2 separate regions of the Mus musculus genome follow, and region 2 is linked to region 1. Evidence: chromatin contacts called from public Hi-C data. All regions are on one chromosome and are shown on one strand. The core of a region is the stretch at or near the end of the contact, and the rest is flanking DNA. Distances in the headings are between cores, read along the strand shown.

What was found. Hi-C and Micro-C count contacts between places; a contact is called where the count stands out from the background.
Region 2: a contact with region 1 is called in a Hi-C map of cortical neurons, with 2.3 times the contacts expected there. The contact joins two enhancer-like sites. A contact is called at or near these places in 1 of 484 Hi-C or Micro-C datasets (cortical neurons) and 1 of 115 datasets of contacts at active chromatin or transcription factors (embryonic basal ganglia).

Annotation. Positions count from the first base shown.
Region 1 is chr14:99,214,837-99,222,348 of GRCm38.p6, reverse strand. Pibf1 (progesterone immunomodulatory binding factor 1) reads right to left here. Exons shown (of 18, transcript NM_029320.3): 16 at 706-790. Among named protein-coding and RNA genes, the nearest start is that of Klf5, 80 kb to the left of the region's middle. Within about 2 kb of position 2,513, at least 28 of the 459 cell types and tissues checked have an H3K27ac peak or open chromatin away from gene starts, as enhancers often do. A contact at or near this core is called in cortical neurons, where this site is marked.
Region 2 is chr14:99,745,438-99,752,949 of GRCm38.p6, reverse strand. No RefSeq gene overlaps it. Among named protein-coding and RNA genes, the nearest start is that of Gm22970, 25 kb to the left of the region's middle. Within about 2 kb of position 4,594, at least 48 of the 459 cell types and tissues checked have an H3K27ac peak or open chromatin away from gene starts, as enhancers often do. A contact at or near this core is called in cortical neurons, where this site is marked.

The DNA.
Region 1 (7,512 bases), core at 1,264-3,763:
CTCAGTGGTTAAGAGCACTGACTGCTCTTCCAGAGGTCCTGAGTTCAAATGCCAGCAACAACATGGTGGCTCACAACCATCCGTAATGGGATCCCATGCCCTGTTCTGAAGACAGCAACAGTGTACTCACATACATAAAATAAATAAATAAATCTTTAGAAAAAATTCAGTTTCTCAAAGAAGTAAAAACATTTGGTGAGCAACATTTAGGAAGAGGGAGGGTCAGAAGTGCATCATTACAGTTGGCTAGGGAGCTGGAGGCTGGCCTCAGAGTCATCACACCACCCCTCTCAACAACAGCAACAGCAGCAACAACAACGCAAAAAGAAAAAGCCAAAAAAGAAGCCCTTGAACTTTAGTACTGTGTACTACAGCTAGGCAGACTGTGATGTAAGACAGAGAGCAACACTGAGGAAAGTTACGGTAGAAAGAAAGAAAGCAGGTAGTGATTAAATAATGTGCAAATCCGTGACTGAGATAGAACAAATCATACCGGTCAACAAGAAACACCCTCCAGAAGTGAGTTAGCTCTAAAATAAAGTATATCACAAATCAAATGTTATAACAATGGAGCGATCGCAGTGAGCTACAAACAGAAGTCACTGAGACCACTGGACACCAGGATCCCGGTGTTATCTTAACCCAAAGCTGCATTTGAAGGCCAGGCCGAAGCAGACAGACATGGATTGCAGGTGGGACGAGTACCTCGCGGTGACTGAGGAGCTGCTCCAGATCCAGTGCCATCTGGTTCTTCGTCTGCAGCAGGGCTGACTTCTCTTTATTTAAGTTGCTGTTAAAAACCCAAGTTTAAAAAAGTGATCATGTTGTGAGAGTTAAGAGAAAAATAAAAAGAATAAACATGAATCTGATGGCTTGAACTAAAGATAAATCGAGTTTGTAATCAATAAAGACAGCAGAGCAGGCACTGTTATACTTAGTTGATGAGTGGCTTAGCTATTGCTAAGAGGAGTTTGCGCAAGAGGAGTTTTTTTGACAGTTGGACTACTCTGCCTGGTGGGCACATCACCACTCTATTTATTTATTTATTTATTTATTTATTTATTTATTTATTTATTTATTTATTTATTTATTTATTTACACTGTTGCTGTCTTCAGACACCCCAGAAGAGGGAGTCAGATCTCTTTACGGATGGTTGTGAGCCACCACGTGGTTGCTGGGATTTGAACTCCAGACCTTGGGAAGAGCAGTCATTGCTCTTACCCACTGAGCCATCTCTCCAGCCCCATCACCACTCTTTCATTGACTGCTTACTTCTGAAATGCTGAAGTAAAGAGCAAGTACACATGCATAGACAAATATTGAAACAAGATATTAGAAGTTGGCCAGGCGTGGTGGTGCACACCTTTAATCCCAGCACTTGGGAGGCAGAGGCAGGAGGATTTCTGAGTTTGAGGCCAGCCTGGTTTACAGACTGAGTTCCAGGACAGCCAGAGATACAGAGAAACCCTGTCTCGAAAAAACAAAACAAAACAAAAAAAAACCAAAACAACAAAAAATTTAAGATATATTTCAGAAGTAAAACTGAAACATTTATCCCTAGAAATTTTATAATTTGTAACATAGTAAATTGTGAAATATATAATTTAAATAAATCAGTCAACTGTAAACTCTGTGAAAATAATTTGTGTCTCCAAATTCTTAGTTTCCTCTTCAATTTCTGTGTCTTCATTGTGATTTTTCTCTGATAAATCCTAATTTATGGCAGTGCCCATTATAAGGTCATATTAATATTCTAAGAAATGACTGAGCACTGCTTTATACTATCTGTAATTACTGTTTGATGTACAGAAATTAGTGGGAAGAATCAAATGAAAGTCTATATAATAACATTACTAAAAAACAATCTATGTGACCAGTTCTATAAGAATTGAGAAAAGCAATAATTAATCAAAGTAGCACAGTTCCTCAAATGTCGAGACAAAAATCTGCAAGGGTGAAATGAAGCTAACGAGATGCGTTTTGCTGTAAGACATCTCAGGTTATATTTAATTAAAAGTTATCAATTATCAAAATAATAGGAGGGCCTTTCCGAACTTAAAGAAAGATAATGAGCATTGTGGAAAAATTGGTAAATCAAAGGATTTAAAAAACAAAAACAAAAAACCCACTCCCACAAACTCTGGAATAAGTCAACTTCCCGAGGGGACTCAGAGAGGACTCAGTAGCCTCGGGAGCAGAGGCTGGAGGCAGTTCGGACCGGCTTCCTACTGTGCCATTCCCTCAGCGGAGCCATGCAAAGGCAGAGCTCCACAGAAACTCATCTGCACTTCTGTAAGAGTGTAAACTGCTCAGGGCTGTCAAAGGGATATGCGAATTACCTAGTGAATGATTACATAAAGCGCAGAACACATAAAACTCCACATAAATGCTGTACACTATTACTAACTTAGATGAAAAACAGGCATCAGAGGAAAACAGTAATTAAATGCCAATAAAGGCAAGCAGCTCGGCAGAAAAACAAACTGACAAGCAGAGGTAGGCGCCAGGGAGCCTACTGAGCAAAGCACTGAAAAGAATTAAGTGGTGTGCCGCCAGGCTCTAAGGCATGGTAAGCAACTGATATTTCTGAAATGCTCAGATTCGAAGCTATTTATATTTTATCTGAAGATATATACTCCTCAAAACGAATGTAAAATAATTCAGTAAAAAGAACTAGGCTTTTTCAAGGAGTGTTACATTCTTATACATACACACAGTGCTTAAACACTTGCTTATGTGCAGTTTTGTTCTCTCTCTTCCTCTGCTCTCCCCCGCCCCCCGCCCCAAACACTAATAAGCCCATTAAATAAAGTACAGTACGATGGGAATGGGTGTTGAAGTACTTGAAGGATACTAACTTAACTTTTCAAGAATAAAGCAAGTATTCCACAATTAAACAGCAGAACAGCCCCACTGTGGACCCCAAGCTGGGTGGGGTGGGGATAACACACAGTATTTGTGCTGCATCTCAAAGACAGCAGTTTGTTACAAGCAACATGAAGGCTTCAGACCACATTTCTGTGACTGGAAGATCTGGGAATATCCTCGCTATAGCATATTTACCTTTAACATGGGTATTTCTAAAATTCACATGATCCACTGTCCTGACAGCACTGAGCACATAGAATTTTAGTCTTTGGGGCTGGCGAGATGGCTCAGAGGTTAAGAGCACCAACTGCTCTTCGGAAGGTCCTGAGTTCAAATCCCAGCAACCACATGGTGGCTCACAACCATCCGTAATGAGATATGATGCCCTCTTCTGGTGTGTCTGAAGACAGCTACAGTGTACTTACATATAACAATAAATAAATCTTTTATATAAAAAGAAGAATTTTAGTCTTCAAAAGTCATAGTTTCTAACAATGGAAACTTACTTTTAAAAATATAAAGCTTGCATGTGTGACTCATAAAGCTACAAAACAAATCTCCTTACGAGCACATCTATCTGGAACGGTATATTACAGTTGTAATTGTTCATTTCACTGTTAATTATTACTTAGAAATTCATGTTTATGGCTCTGTCTCACCTGCTATATGAAAACATATTTCTGATATATTGTACCTTGACTTCCTGGATCAATATAGTGTGGCTTAGCCTTGTAAGAGAAGTTGACAATGTAGTCTTTCTTCTCTAACTACTTAGTTAAGAATAAACCGAGAGCTGACCGCCAGCAGGGAAAGAAAACCTATGCAAATCATTCTCTGTCCACGGCCCTCTCAGATCCAAAGGCAGATCACACTGTATTCTCCAGACTGACCGTCTCTGGTGCTGTGCTGAAGAGTTGACATGCTACTCTTAGAATACTTACTCCTTTAATGACACGGGAGCTCAAAGGAGGCACTAGCAACATCTTACTGTGAGCTTTCTGACAAGCTTCTGATGGTTTTATTTCAGTACATAGTTACCCTAAACCTTCTGGATACTAAATACACTGTATGTAATAGGTCTGGTGGTATGGCACAGTGGTAGAATGCTTGCGTGAATAAATTGTAAATATTTAAACTTGTAAGGGTTCAGGGTAGTATGGTATTTAATTTTCAAAGAAAATAATGAAGTTACTCAGTTTTTCATTGGTTAAGACAAGGTCTCATGAATCCCAGGTGAGCCTCAAGCTCCTACATAACTGAGGGTAACCGTGAACTTATTAGTGTGTGTGTGTGTGTGTGTGTGTGAGAGAGAGAGAGAGAGAGAGAGAGAGAGAGAGAGAGAGAGAGAGATGGGCCAGCATCCGTGCCTATGTGGAGGAGATAGATAAGGTTTTCTCTCATTCTGCCTTATTCCCTTGGATGGTCTCCTAAGCCCGGAGCTAGAGGCAGCCTGCAAGCCCCAGTGACCCTCCTTACTGCATCCCCACAGCAGTGACTGCAGGCACTGTAGGTTATTTTAGTTGTTAAGATGCTCACTGGGATCTGAACTCAAGTCTCTGTGTTTGCACAGCGAGCATTCTTCCCCCTGAGCCATGTGTCTAGCACTGTGCCTGGCTTCTGACGGTTGAACCACATCTTAGCATTTAGACATGCACAGAGGCAGGCTGTCCAATACCACAATCACACTACTTAGATTTTTCACAATGGAAGGCACGTGCTTCACCTGGGAGCCAGATATCATATCCCATCAAATACTACTTCAGAACCTGTTAACATATATTGTGGATTTATGAAACACTACTTTGGTAATCTGAGCACAGTGGTGTTCTCCTTTAACCCCAACACCAGGAAGCCAAGGCAGGTGGACATGTGAGCCCAAGAACAACCTGGTTTAGGTACCGGGTTCTAGGACAGCCAAGGCTACACAGTGAGACTCTGGAGGCTAATCTCACCATCGACTTAGCTTGATAATTAATGTTGCTATAATTATACATTTTTATCTAAATCCACCATTCTCATTTTTCATTTTTAAGATAATTATCAACACTCTGAGTTGTCAAAAGTTAGATAAATACCAATAATGGCAATCACTTATGATAACTAGATATTATGCTATGTGTATTATAAAAATTATATCTTGGGCTGGAGAGATGGCTCAGAAGTTAAGAGCACTGACTGCTCTTCCAGAGGTCCTGAGTTCAATTCCCAGCAACCACATGGTGGCTTACAACCATCTGTAATGAGCTCTGATGCCCTCTTCTGGTGTATTTGAAGACAGCTACAGTGTATTCATATGAATAAAATAAATAAATCTTTAAAATAAATAAATAAATAAAATATCTTAATCCTCAGAATAACCATATGAATTAGGTATGTTAACACCACTTTCACAGATGAAAAAGCTGGCTGTATAGTTCAATACCATAGCCACTGTGACAATTAAAATAAACATTAATTTACTTTAAATAGAACTAAGAAATTTGTAACATGTGGGAAGTGGCTATCATATTGGATATGGAATGGATATGGAATTTTTTTATTGTTACAGAAAGTTTGTTAAGATAATAAGACAGAAGCTGAGCATGGTGGCACATGCCTTTAATCCCAGCACTCGGGAGGCAGAGGCAGGCAGATTTCTGAGTTCGAGGCCAGCCTGGTCTACAAAGTGAGTTCCAGGACAGCCAGGGCTACACGGAAAAACCCTGTCTCGAAAAACCAACAAAACAAAACAAAACAAACAAACAAAACCAACCCAAAAAAAGGATAATAAGACAGAGAGCTTTACTAACTTTGCCCAACTCAAAGAGAAGCCCTGGGCTACATTGTACCTCATGTAACCCATGTAAAGAGTCAGCATGATGTATCCCCCAACCTTATAAAGAGATCTTACTCATCTTATTTTTTTTAATTATTTATTTAATGCATGTATCTGAGTACATTGTAGCTGTCTTCAGACACATCAGCAAAGGGCATAAGATCCCATTACAGATGGTTGTGAGCCACCATGTGGTTGCTGGGAATTGAACTCAGGACCTCTGGAACGGCAGTCAGTGCTCTTAACCACTGAGCCATCTCTCCAGCCCCTCATCTTATTTTTTAATTATGCATGCATGCATGAGTCTGCGTGTGCGTCTGTGTGCATGTGAGTGCAGGCACTGTAGAGACTAGAAGAGAGTGTAGGATCCCCCTAGGGCTGGGGCACCTGGGAGTGAACCCTTGTGGGTCCCGTGCTCTCTGCAAGAGCAGCACACACTCTCAACTACTAAGCCACCTCCCTAACCTGTCCAGTATGCCCTTAGGATTAAAAAAAAAGTTCATTTATTATGGAATATTTGAAATGAGAACAACTATAACCATATCTATCTGTCACATCATCAGCTCGAAGCCTTCCTTTTAATAAATACCCTGCTGTATTTCATGGGTCTTCCTTAGCAAGGCTATTTAAGAAGTTACCCATTATTCAGGGCAGAGCATAGGGAGGTAGTATAACATAATGGCAGGACCACAGAATTACCAGGTAGGGAGACAGGGAGTCAAAGTTTGGCTCTACAGACACACTATATGTTTGGATCTACAGACACACTATGTGTTTGGTTCTGTAGACACACTATATGTTTCAGAAGATAAGCTACTTACTTTCTCAAGAGATGAATTTATCTACGAAATCTTTTCTAACAGATTAATGAAACATTTTAATTAAATTAAACAAATTAATTAAACATTTCCAGTTACTCTGATTCTTAGCAATATAGTACTTAAAAATTATTCCAAGGCAAAGTGTAGGAGGCATTTTGCTCTAGGTTTTTACATATCCATTCTCCAAGATTATAAAGGTAGAATGAAAGTATTATAAAATCTGTAATAAATATATAACACTCTGACAAAAAGTTTCATCTTTAGTTTCGTCCTCAGTTTCCCTAAAATAACTACATGCTTAGGATTCATCTGGAAAGCCAAAAACCCAGAAGATCAAAAACAATTCTTAAGAATAAAAAGAAGAGCTGGGAGAATCCCCATCCCTGACCTCAAGCTTTACTACAGAGCAATAAAAACTGCATGGTGCTGGTGCAGAGACAGACAGGTTGATCGATGGAATAGAATCGAAGACCCAGAAATAAAACCAGACACTTCTGGTCACTTGGTCTTTGACAAAGACACCAAAGATATACAATGGGAAACAGAAAGCATCTCCAGTAAATGGTGCTGGTCTAACTGGCTGTCTCTATGTAGAAGAATGAAGATAGACCCTTATTTTTTACCTTGTACAAAACTCAAGTCCAAGTGGATCAAGGACCTCAACATAAAACCAGATACATTGAATCTAATAGAAGAGAAAGTGGGAAAATTAGAAGAGAAAGTGGGAAAATTAGAAGAGAAAGTGGGAAAACGCCTTGAACTCATTGGCACAGGGGGGAAATTTCCTAGACAGAACTCCATGAGGCTCATGCTCTCAGATCAAGAATTGATAAATGGGACCTCCTGAAACTGGAAAGCTTCTGTAAGGCAAAGGACATAGTCAATAAGACAAATCAGCAACCTACAGATTGGGAAAAAAATCTTCACTTACCCCACATCTGAGAGAGGACTAATATCCAAAATATATAAAGAACTCAAGGAGCTAATCACCAAAAAAACCAACCCAA
Region 2 (7,512 bases), core at 3,345-5,844, 530 kb before region 1:
ACCAGTCAGAATGGCTAAGATAAAAAACTCAGGTGACAGCAGATGCTGGTGAGGATGTGGAGAAAGAGGAACACTCCTCCATTGCTAGTGAGATTGCAAGCTGGTACAACCACTCTGGAAATCAGTTTGGCACTTCCTCAGAAAACTGGACATAGTACTACCTGACAATCCAGCAATTCCTCTCCTGGGCATATACCCAGAAGATGCTCCAACATGTAATAAGGACACATGCTCCACTATGTTTATAGCAGCCTTACTTATAATAGCCAGAAGCTGGGAAGAACCCAGATGTCCCTCAACAGAGGAATGGATACAGAAAATGTGGTACATTTACACAATGGAGTACTACTCATTAAAAACAATGCATTTGTGAAATTCTTAGACAAATGGATGAAACTAGAAAGTATTATCCTGAATGAGGTAACCCAATCACAAAAGAACACTCATGATATGCACTTACTGATTAGTGGATATTAGCCCAGAAGCTCGGAATACCCAAGATACAATTCACAGACCATACGAATCTCAAGAGGAAAGCATACCAAAGTGTCGATACTTCAGTCCTTCTTAGAAGGGGGGAAAATACCCATGGGAGGAGATACAGAAACAAAGTGTGGAGTAGGGACTGAAGGAAAGACCTTCCAGAGACTGCCCCATCTGGGGATCCATCCCATATACAGTCACCAAACACAGACACTATTATGTATTCCAACAAGCTCTGCCAGTGCCTGACAAATACAGAAGTGGATGCTCACAGCCATCCATTGGAATGAGCACAGGGTCCCTAGTAGAGGAGCTAGAGAAAGTACCCAAGGAGCTAAAGGGGTTTGCAGCCCCATAAGAGGAACAACAATATGAACCAACCAGTAACCCCAGAGCTCCCTGGGACTAAACCGCCAACTAAAGAGTACACATGGATGGACCCATGGCTCTAGTTGCATATGTAGCAGAGGATGGCCTAGTTGGTCATCAGTGGGAGGAGTGGCCCTTGTTCCTGTGAAGGTTTGATGCCTCAGTGTAGGGGAATGGCAGGGCCAGGAAGCGTGTGTGGGTAGGTTGGTGAGCAGGGGGAGGGAAGAGAAGATAGGGGGTTTTTGGAGGGGAAACCAGGAAACAGGATAACGTTTGAAATGTAAATGAAAAATATCTAATTTTAAAAAAAGAAAGAAAAGAAAGAAAGAAAAGTGGTTCCAGGAAGGACCCAGTGCATCAGTGTATTCAGTGAAGCAGAGTCACTCATGGTCCTCACTGTCATGTGACAGGGTTGGCTAGTGAACTCTGTGATTCTCACACTACAACAGAACTGTTTGACAATATAATAGTCCTGATAACATTTCATGGAAATTATAATCCTAATAAAGTTTAAGGAAGCTAGGCTTTTTATTTGCTTAGGAATCATTCCTACACAAAAGTCTGGTTTCTGACCAGAAGAAAAACACAGTGGTTTTACTAAACCAAGGCTGTGCTAACAAATAGACATGTGGGTACATGACAGACCTTATGACGCCACATTTAAGCTACATCATAAGTCCCTGCGTGCATCTTTACATACCTGAGAAGCTTAAAGTGCTTTTAAAGTAGTTTATTTTGACATAATTAAGAATATGTATATTTCCTTTTTCATCATGGTATTAAAATTTGGAGCAATAAATTACCAAATAGCAGGTCTGTTTTGTTTAGTTAATCCGTTTAGTTAAGATTACATACTGGCACTCACACTCTCCTTAATGACGTTTAAAACAGTTTAGAGGGTGGGTGGGGGTGGTGTTGGCTGGCATACCTGTAACTCCCGAGCTTGTGAAGCTGTAGCAGAAGTACTAGGAGTTTAGGGCTAGCTTAAGCTATCGAGTGAATTTCAAGTCAGGATAGACGATACAAGACCCTATCTCAAACAACAACAAAGTTTAGAATACTTAACATCTTTACAGTCAGGGAAAAAAAAGATACACTTACATTTCAGAAAGTGTGAGAAGAGGAAGAAAAGATAGCTTGCTTTTCAGGTTATTTATTTTTAATCCACAATAATATACTACTTTTCAGTGAAATTGTATGGCTAATACAATTAATCCAGAGTGAAATGTTTCACTCATTATTCATATTTATAAATATGAAATAAGAGTGAAATAGGTCTCCTCACTACTCTCCAGTTTTGTGATGCCTTCGAAAAAAACGCTATTGTCCCTTTAGAGAACTGGGTCCTTCCGCCATTGCCTGTTGAGAACATCCTTCAGTAAGCAGGCCTGGGTTCCTTCGCTCACTGCCGTTCCTTAACTCAGCTCTAGCCCATTTTCGTATTACTCTGACAGCTCTCATCATGAAATGGAGCACCAAGTCTTGGACTTCTTTGTATAACTCTGAGTACCTTACACTGCAACAGAGGGTGCTCAGTAAAGGACACTTGATTGGCTCAGAAGGAATAGGTCAGCTTGGGAGGTGGGAAAAGAAAAGGAGATAGAAAAGACCCCCCCCCCCCCGTCTCTACGCAGAACGCAAATTAACACCAAAGCACTGTCTTTTTCTCTTCTCTTCCAGGCTGTTCTAAAAGGCAGGACCTATTCACAAAAGTTAAGTCCATTTTGCAGGATATGGTTTTAAGTGAAAATCCCAGATCACTCTTAAAATGTGTCTTTTAGGCTAGCTTCAAGCACCACGTCTCTCTCTCTTGTCTCTTCAACACCTCAGGGATGGGCCCAGAGGAGGGAAGGAACAGTCAAACTTCCTCAAAGATGAATTGGGTTAAGAGGTCTTGCTGATGTCGCTGTGGGCTTCTGGCTTCACTGATTCTAAGGCTTCAAAGTGTCCGGAATGAAGAGGGGGAGGGGCCTTAGGCAAAGCACAAAGTTACAGGCATATGTACATATAAGCCTATGAGCCACTAACGTCATCAGATAATGTGTAATGCATTTCTCTAAGATGAGCTTTCTAGTATTCTCCGGTATTAGAAAATACATCACCTTAGAAGATGCTATGGAAAAAAAAATTGTCACAACTGGGATGCAAGCCCACTTCTAAAATTATCACCATGTGTCTATTTCGATTTCCTACCACATTCCCTGGACTCCGAAGAGGTGAAGCTTAAAATCTCTTTCAGCCATTCGGCTCATACAGCACTTCTTTCAATAAGATCATGTTTGTGTTTCCAATGTAAATGACTCCAACCAGAAAAGAGCTTTCTTCCAGACGATTTCCATATAGTGTTGGTAGTTTGCTCCTGCTTCATGTTTTAAGCATGAGGCTGCTGCATAAGAGATTTTCTGTCAACTGAACAAGTTCAATAGAAAATTAAAGACTTATTTTCTTTAGAGGGGGGAAAAGAGAAGTGTGACAGTTGTTATAAATAAATATGCAAATGTGTTTCCCATTGCCAAGATTTTCTCAGAGAAAGAAAGCTTCAGTATGCTCAGACAATAGGGTTCCTCTAAGATCTTCCAGATAGAGGAACCTGTGGCCTTTCATAAATATTAGCAGGACAGACCTATTTGAAGAGGCTGTACAACCGACCGTGCAGTCTCAAATAATGCACTCTCATCACTTCTGGGAAAGACCAGCCTGGCTCTTTTTTAGAGGTTGGACATAGTAAAGATGGTTAGAGGTTTCTCTTGCCTTTCCCTTCTGCTCAGAACATGTTTAATAACACGCACAGTAGGAAGACTTGGTAGGAGTGAGATTAGAAGATAGGGAATTTAAAATATTATTCCTATGCATTCTTAATAGAAATAGACAATTATTATCGTGATCATTGATTTCATTTCTGTCTCCATTAATGCCTCCCTCCCAAGGCTAATTTTATAAAATGACTTGGTCATGGAGCTATCAGTCAGGGCTAATTATATAATTTCTTCCCTTCTTACTGAAAGCCATACCTCATCCCTTGCTGTGTGAGCAAATATTGCTACATTTTAACATTTCTTATTTATTTATGTGTTGGGGGGGCTGCCTCAATGTATACTATAACATATCATCAAAAAGGGTAGAATATCGTGCCAAAACTCCTTCTAAAGACAAATATTGCAGATTTGATTAATGCCTTTTCATGATACACTTAGAAACACAGCTCGTTTCAGAGCATCTGAAACAGACACAGGGGAAAGAAAGGCCTTAGGAGATGCACGCCTCTCCATGCCTTCCCACACGCATCTCAGGAGTCTGCACCGTCCATTATTCTTCTCAGTTATATGTGTTATGACTCCTCCACATTTAACCTTTAGAGGTGTTCTTTCACATTTGTAAAATGGGGGTGCTGCCTAGGAATGCCTCTTTTGAAAATAAGTAAATCCCAGTGCTTATGTGACCAGCTGGCTCTCACAGTCAGCCTAAGGTAGATTGAAGCTTCCAAGGGCATTCCGGGCCTGTCCAACGTTCGAGAGAACCATAGCATCTTGACCCGCTTATGGTTTTCTCTTGAGTACCTCCAAACAAAAACAAGTCTCTGTCTTCCAGACAGTCGGGATGAAAACAGCGTCGAGGACGAGTGATTCAGGTCCGTGAGGTAATTGAGGAAATGTCATGGCAACCGAAATGAACATGAGCAAGCTTCCCATTTGCCTGCGCCAGCAACTTGGCGGGTGGGGGTGGGAGGATGTTTCTGGTTGCATTTTGCTGCGATTAGACTGGATAATGGGGCTGCAAATTGTATCCAACCGAAAGGACTGACTCACCCACAGCAGCAGGGAATGCTTCAGCAGACAGCCCCTGGGAGGACGGAAGAGCCACCGCGAACCAAGCAGAACCTGTGCGTGCATGCAAACCTGTAAACATTAACGTCCTTTCCCGTCTCTGGCTGGATAATGCTTGGGACTCATTTTAAAACGTTTAGAAGAAAAAGTTCCTCATAACTTCCCATTACTCTAAGCCACTTCATGATTTATTTATATATATTAGGGTGCAAAGTGATTTGGAAAACTTTGGCATCTTATCCTTATGACTCACGTTACCCGGGACAGTAATGTGATTAGAGGGTACTTTCCAACTGTTTGAGGGCTTCAGAGAAGTAAAGGGTGTGTGGGTGCATAATGCCATGGTAGTCCCTCTCTTATGTCACACACCCCGAGCCTCTTGTGCTGAGTTTTCTGTAAGGTGCCTGGTAGATTTGGTGTCTACTGAATTGTGGTGGATTGGACACTTGTCCAATAACCTAGGAAGTGTGCCCCATCCTCTGGAAGATGTGAGTATAGTGGCTTTCAAGGTTAATGGCAGAGACATATGTTAATACGGTCCTTGTTTTTTCCTCTCAGTGGTTGGCACATCACATGGCTCTTCGTCAGAGTACAAATGAAGTCACCCCACATTTGACATAGTTTGCCCCCTGTCTGGCGATAGACTGGCACACTCCACAAAACCCCACAAAAGCACAACAGTGTTCACTGGTGCAAAGGTGTCCCAAAGGCTCCTCATTTGGCTCAATGCACTTACGGTGCATTCTAGACTATAAAAGCATGAAAAATTAAACACTCCAATGACAGATAATTTCACAATACATAAATTTACACAAGATAATTCTCTCAAGCCATAAATGGCAAGAAGAAATCTCTTGAAAAATCTTAGGAAAAAAAATTATCCTTAAGATCCTTTATCTTGTTATGTTACTATAGTAATAGAATCCCAACCTGCTCAGGCGACTTTCAAAACAGGTCGGAGCTTGACACTCTGTTGTAAACCCCTAAATACAAAGAAAAATCGTGTTTCTTTATTGGAGTTCAAACTCTAGAAACCTGACAGCTCTCAGAACTTTAAAGGAGACCGACTGACTTCTGTAAAGGGAAAGAGTCCTGACAATTTTAATTCATGCAGTAGTGCAACTAAGAGCCTCTTTGGTGATTTATGAAGGGCATGTTTGTAGACTGGGTTTTGGAATTTTTTGCATGAAAGGTGAATTTGTGCACAGAGTACTCTGGCATCTTCAAAGACCCGTGAGTCTGGCTGCGGCTGCGGCTGCATTTGGTTTGGAAATGTATGAAAGAAACAGTGCCATGCCTCAAGAACACGTTTGAACTGTCATTTTGTTTTGATGGGTAGATGTGGTGGTAGAAACGACTTTGTGTGTGCTGTTCTGTGTATCTGCATTTGAGGTCTCCATCTCATAGCCTTAGAAGCTTCTGGAGAGCTGCGATCACAGCTAGTGAACATACTACGAAGGCAACCCAGCCTCCAACCTTTTCAAATGCTGCTTTGGTTTATTCAATGACATCACAATTCTGCTTTGTCTCAAATGCATTGTGAAGTGATAAAAAGACCGTGAAGGAGGTCAATTATAGTCTAGACTAAAATGGCTGCCCAATTCCTGTCTGTCTGTGTGTGTGTGTGTGTGTGTGTGTGTGTGTGTCTGAGGGGGGGAGGGTTTCTGAAATCAAAAAGTATAATCTAATTAAAGATTCATCCAGAGCCCAATGACAAGGTGGTCCATGAGCAAGAGTTATGGTGTGGAGTGCTATGTTGTTGCTAAAGATAGATGATCAGATTGCCCCCAGCCCTGGGACAAGCAGTGGCCCCAGATTCCTCCAAGCTCTTCCTTTTGGGAGCCACTTCCTCTGCTAGAACTCTATCTTGTATTGAGCCAATATAAGAAAGATGTCTGGATTTATAATATTCACCTTTGAAACCGAGATGTGCTTCCCCCCCCCCCCCCGCCAATACTTGGCTAAAGTATTAGTTATGACATGGAAAGCTAATACAGAGGGGAAAGATGGGTGTGATGGGTCCAGTAACAGGTTTTTCTTGATGCCTGTCAAGTCATTACATAGTATCTGTTCTTGCTTGAAAATAGCAAGACTTAGGTGATCAGGGAAGAGGATGTGGCCCTGTTCTGAAGCACTGTTTTGGTATAAGAGGCAAAGAATGCTTTGTCTAGTAACAAATGAGTGGCCACCAAAACTGCAATAATTAATGTGAAGAAATCCTATGAATTATTTGGAAAAGGAGAAACATGTGCATAGTATCCATGAAAAGACTACATTTTAAATTTCACAAGATTAGTACCACAGATTTTCTCTTTTGCCTCAAGCTCCACCATGGCTAGTCATAGCAAAGTTAACTTTATTCTGGTGGCATGTTGTGGGGAGACAGTCCGGGGGGGGGGGGGGTAAACCCAGAACCTTGTACGTGCAAGTGTGTCACCACTGAGTCACATCCCCAGCTTCATGGTAGTAACTTTAAAATTTTCATATAGCTCATCACGAATAATTTCATAGAAAGTTTAACTAAAATATATCTCATTAAAGTACTATTTTGTTACTGAGATTTTATTACCCCCCCCCCATAACTTTGCCTGAGAGATAAGTGATTCATGCAGCTGACACTGGGTCCAGTCCTGCTGTGAGATCAGTGATGATAAACAGGAATAGAGGGGAGAAACACTTGTGCGGGGAGGACACGGTGGTGAATATTGCTTCCAATAATGTCGGATCATTAAGACTGAGTTTTCCCAGAATGATAGAGAGATAAGAAGCCAGAAAGGGAGCAGTAGGTCAAAGAATTTTGCTGTACATTTAGAAATCCTCACAGCCACAAGAGGGC